Regions from separate parts of the Mus musculus genome. Here region 1 is linked to region 2. A link is a contact called in public targeted proximity ligation data. All regions are on one chromosome and are shown on one strand. The core of a region is the stretch at or near the end of the contact, and the rest is flanking DNA. Distances in the headings are between cores, read along the strand shown.

Evidence for each region.
Region 1: a targeted proximity ligation map of the NIH/3T3 cell line shows a contact between it and region 2, with 9 read pairs. A contact is called at or near these places in 3 of 130 datasets of targeted methods (the NIH/3T3 cell line, bone marrow-derived macrophages and pancreatic cancer cells).

The regions. Positions count from the first base shown.
Region 1 is chr15:58,776,192-58,778,891 of GRCm38.p6, reverse strand. No RefSeq gene overlaps it. Among named protein-coding and RNA genes, the nearest start is that of Gm41329, 18 kb to the right of the region's middle.
Region 2 is chr15:58,554,009-58,556,767 of GRCm38.p6, reverse strand. All of the region lies in intron 6 of Fer1l6 (fer-1-like 6 (C. elegans)), which reads right to left. Among named protein-coding and RNA genes, the nearest start is that of Gm36451, 42 kb to the left of the region's middle.

The DNA of each region.
Region 1 (2,700 bases), core at 87-2,586, 220 kb before region 2:
CTGCAGATCACACCTCCAATTTGAGAACTGTGGTTTGAACCATCCTGATTACATTAGCTCCAGGTACAGATATTGAAATCCCAGGATAACAATACCAGAAACGAGGCAGAAACTTGTGTCCTGTATAATAACATTATCACAGCATGTTGTTCAGACCTGGTAAAGGGGTTACACTTCAGAAAATGGTTAGAGACCTAGAGTCCTGTTGTTTCAAGTATAAATTTTATACTTAAAAGTCAATGCATGGTCTAAAATGGTTGGTTGAGTCCCATCAGTTATATCCACATCCTGCACAGGAAGAAGGAATTAAAAAAAGGTAAATGGCTCAAAGTGACTTAAATCACTATGTGACACGTCTCTCAAATTTCTACCTAGAAGCTTACAGTTGTCTCCATTCTGAGTGACCAAGTCTGTAGCAAGAAATGAGAAGGATGTCTGAGGAGGCAGCTGTCTCTCACAATCTGTCACTTTGGCTACCACATATTCATACCTCACCTGTCCCCTCAGTGTGAAGATACCCATCTGGGAGAAGGCTCAAGTTCCTGAGCAGTGACTGTTGATCAAGAACAGCAGCATCCTGTCCTGTCTTTAAGTGACACTTTGGTATCAGATAACCTATACATGGAAAACACCTGATCCAACACACGTAGCATGTGCCAACCATTTCCATTCAGGCAGAGAAAGAGTTGGGATACAGTGGTCAGTAGTTCTTGCAATGATCATTACCCAGCAAAAATCCATCCTGGCCATCCAGCGGAAAATGTGGCTGAAGACTAGGGCTCACCTATTTGAAGAATTTGACAAAGGGAAGCCTAAGATGAGTGGGCATCCGTGAGCTGAGCTAGCTAGCTTCTGTAGCTGCCTTCAGCCTAGAGGCTGACATTCTACTTGGTGGGCGATTTGGCCTCTGTAGTTTTAAAAGCTCTCTACAAGAGTACAGAACCCAAGAGAGCTTTGGGTTCTCAAACTGTGGCTTTCCCTTGGAAACTCTGGGAAATGGGCCCTGTTTAGGATGGAAAGGAAAAAGCAGAAGGCTTCACAGAAAAGATTAGAACTGAGGAGCCAACAGAAGGAGGGGTCTGAAGGTGATCATCAGAAAATAGGATAAAGAGAAAAACCAAAGGTGCACCGAGGTGTATGCCCCCAAATGTTTCCGCATACACACTGAAGATGCTGGGTCCGAATCCCTGGAACTTGAGAGGCTGCTGTATAACGGGTTTGCATGCGGCATTAAGGATGTGGATAATTCAGTACCCAGTATAGGAAAAAGGGAGTGACTCCCAGCTCTGTTAATATCTTTGAGGATGGAGGAAAGAGGCCATGATCCAAGGAATTTGGACCACCTCCAGAGGCTGAGTCAGTAAGAAAACAGAGAATTTATATCCCCAGCTTCCTGCACGAGCAGGGAAATGGGCTCCCCTCTAGAAACTCCAGAAAGTGACAAAGCCCCTGGCACTTTGATTTTGTCTTTGTGAGACCCAGTGCTGAGAGATTAGCCAGGCCCACAAGACTTCTGACCTACAAGCCATGAGTTAATGCATTTGTGATCTGTGATACTTCATTATGGAAGAAGTAGTACTGATAGAGCACATACTTGAACTCCTTCATTTTCTGTTCTTCCCCCTAGCTAGTTATATTCTGCCAAATAATTCTTTGACACTGCTTGTGCCCCAATTGGTCCCTTGTGTTCTGTATACAGTTTAAGGCCAACTTGCAGATACCAGCCAGCCTGTTGCAGCATAAAACCCAGCAAACCAACAAGATCATACTGGCACATCTCAATTGCACTGTTTCCCAACTCAGTTTGGGAAGATGCATTTTCAACAACTCTTCTCTGTGTGTGTAATTCATCCTCCATCTTGAATCCAACAGCAGTTCATAGATTTTTGTGTGTGTGTAAAACCAGCTCTCTAGTTTCTTCTGGCTCATTGTTTCTTCTAGGTCTTTTCTTTCTGGATATTTACTGTCCTTGTCACGTATAAATAGCATTTAATTGTTTTCTATGTACAGCTTCTGTATAGGTTTTGTTTGCTCAAGCTGCTTATTTATGTAGTCATTTGCCTGTGTGGTCTTTTCTGTTTCTGACTTGGGTAGTCACCTGTCCGCCTGGTTGTGAGAGGTTGATTCTCCTATGCTGAGATGCTGTGCTTGGCTTAGGATTTTGCTGGAGATCATCAACACAGCGTGGGCAGTGCCTCTTCCTTCAGCTTTTGAGCAGGAGCGTCAAGAGTGGAAATTTTCATAGTTTCTTAAAAAAAAAAAATTGCCTTTTTTTTTTTTAATAGATGTTTCTTACCGGAGTAACAATTTCTGTCCTATCTGGTAGGATGTCTGTTTTTTAATCATAAATGTGTACTGGATTTTACAAACTGCTTTTTCTTCACCGAAGCAATCAACTGACTGTTTTGTTTTTTTTTTTTAAACTTCATTTCATTTTTGAGACAGGGTTTGCCTACTCTGTCCTTGAACTTGCTTCTGTCCCTGCTTCCTCCTGCCTGATGCTGGAATTATAGCCGTGTACCACCATGCTGGGGCCAAGATAGCTTCCTTTTCTCTTCTAAGACTTTGTTTCATGCCTCCCAGGGTGACCTGGAGTGAACTCCCTTTGTGACTGAGGCCAGCCTCGAATTCCTGACCCTCCAGGCTCCACCTTGTAAATGTGATGATTATAGGCACGCGTCCCTACCACACCTGGCCTAG
Region 2 (2,759 bases), core at 173-2,672:
TTCCCTTGATCAAGGGCAGGGTCTCTTTGTATTTCATCTACCATGTACCTCATTCAAAACAGATACTCAACAGATACGTAATGGATGGTTTAAAGAAGGATGAATGATAGAGTCTAGTAGCTTCTGAATAGCTCATGTTGCCAGGGGCAGTGGGAAGAAGAAAATCAGCTGACCTCAAGAAATGACAGCCATTCCTATTTCTCTTCCTACTCTCTATCTCTGTCTCTCTCTGTGTGCGTGTGCGTGCGTGCGTGTGTGTGTGTGTGTGTGTGTGTGTGTGTGTCTGTCTGTCTGTCTGTCTGTCTGTCTGTCTCTGTCTCTCTCTCTTTCTCGCTCTCTCATTCTCTGGCTGTGATTTTCCAGTGTCAGAGAACAGAGGGGAAACAAGGACAGCTTGGCTGCAGTAGAGGAGCTATTTAAGACAGCACACAAAAAGCTGCCTCTGTTACCGGCCTTGTTTTCTGTGGCTAACATGACTCCCTAAGGCCTGTCTCAAGTTCCTTTCACAAGGTAAAAGTCCCTGTGGAAGATGAAATGAAAGACTCTCAAATGATTCTTCCAACCACACAGGAGATCTCTTTATGGTGTCTGCCTAGAGACTGAGTGCCAGCCAAGCCTACTAGGACATTACTAGGCTCCTGGAGATGTGCCACACACGGTGTCATCGGGTTCTGTTCCTTGGGATACTGTTAAAGGAAAATAGTCTATGGTCCCATCAGGGAATATTATACTGTGGCTGTCCCAAGAGCATCTAATTACAGTCACCTCATATCACACCTTTTTAATAATATTCTTAATTTATTATTTGAGAATTTCATACAAATAGACAATATATTTTGATCACATCCACCCTCATTCTCCCCCCCCCCAACTCTTCCTGGAACCCTCTAACATGTATGCCTTCCAAATGCATGTCCCCAACCCCCTTTTTAAAGATCCTATCGAGTCCAATTAATGCTGCCCATATGTGCTTGGCTTTGGGGCTATCCACTTGAACATAGGCAACCTAGCAGTGGCTGTCCTCCTAAGAGTAACGCCACTCCCCCTCCAGAAATCTGCCAATAGTTCCTCAGCTGGGGTGGAGCCTCACCAGGCCTTCTCCCATTCACACTGGAATTTTGACTGGCTTGCTCTTACATGTGTAACAGTCTCATGACTCTGAGTAGCCAAACACGTTCTGATTCAATTTGAGGACTGCTCTCCATGAGAAAATGTATGCCTAGTAATATAAACATGGTCAAAAAACCCATGGACAGGAAAGTGATAGGTCCTAGAAGAGAACCTACTATTGCTATTTTCCTAAATGCCCCGTGCTGTCAAATGACTGTCTAAATATCTACATTTATACATATACATCTGTGCAGTTGCTCTCTGCCTTGGTCAGATTCTGTGGTGGACAGTGGTTAATACAAGGACTCATAACTGTCTAAGCATTGAGAATACATAACTATGAGTCATCTCCCTTTAACACTGAATTCATTCATTCACACTGACTTTCAATTTGTGAACTAGCAGTAAGCTGAATTAAACATTAGAGGGAGGGGGTTTCCTTTAAAATTTCGGGTCTCTCTCCCTAGGAGTTTTTTAAGAACAGCCAGTGTCTGCTCCCAGAGAAGGAATGAAACATGCAGACAAGCTTTGATCCAATGTCTAAAGTTCCAGGTGTCCCGCATACAGTCATGGCTCTTGTTGTCGATGTGACTTAACCTGGTGATGAACTTAGCTGCTCTAAGAGCCACTCTCATCAGGTGGCAGATGGAGTGACAGCACAAAGTTCTGAGAGCTGTCCCAGCTCCCAAAATATATTTTGCATCATGTCATTACGCCTGCAACAGATGCTAAGAATGTTGGGTTCTTGGTGGCTTTTCTTTTCTCAAGAGTCACATTCTTCTAATGCTCCTGGGAAGGACTGTATCATGATGCCACTGGGACCCTGGCCTTGAGACAGGACTATGACATTCAGCTGAGGTTAGAGGTCATATAACATATCCATACATATGTGAGAAGGTGAGAAAAACAGGACAGGGAAGGAAATCAGAGTTGCTGTGACTGTTGAGGGAACCCTTGCCTTATTCCCTGTGCACTTTTACCAACATAAAGTCACTGTCCTGTTCTTTAAGAAGTCTTTAAAACAAAGCATTTAATTACTCTCAAACCCCTGCCCTACACCCAGCCTCAAATCTCTCTTCATGGAAGAAGTGGCTGTTTTCTGAGATTAAAGTAATAGATGTCACCATCTGCCACCTATTGTTCTCTGACCCTCTCCTGAATAGTGTGCAGTTGGCAATGGGCCCAGTTGGCCACTTCTGCTCTCACTTAGGACAATATGACTTCAGCATTTATATTTTCCCTTTCCATTCCTGCCACTCATGAACGAGGTACATGGCCATACCCCAGCAAACACAAGGAGCTCCCACTGTTTCAACTCTTCAGTCTGGATCTGTGGTTAACCTTCCCTCCCTGGATAGGCTGAGAAAGATCTGTCTAGCAGATCAAAATTCTCCCTTGGAAAGGTCCCGAGGTCCACACTCAGAGGCAACTTTTAAGAATGCTGAAATGCTCATTTTCTCTGCCCGCTGGGTGTTATCAGTGACAAGACTGACATATGCAAACTGTCCCCAGTTTCTATTCCTGTTTCTCTATTTGTCACTGACTAGAGGAAAAGATGGTTGTGATTAATTAGGGTAGATATCACCCCAAGAGAAAAACAACATTAACTTGATTTTTAAGAAACAACTGAAAAATGGCAGCCAATTAAG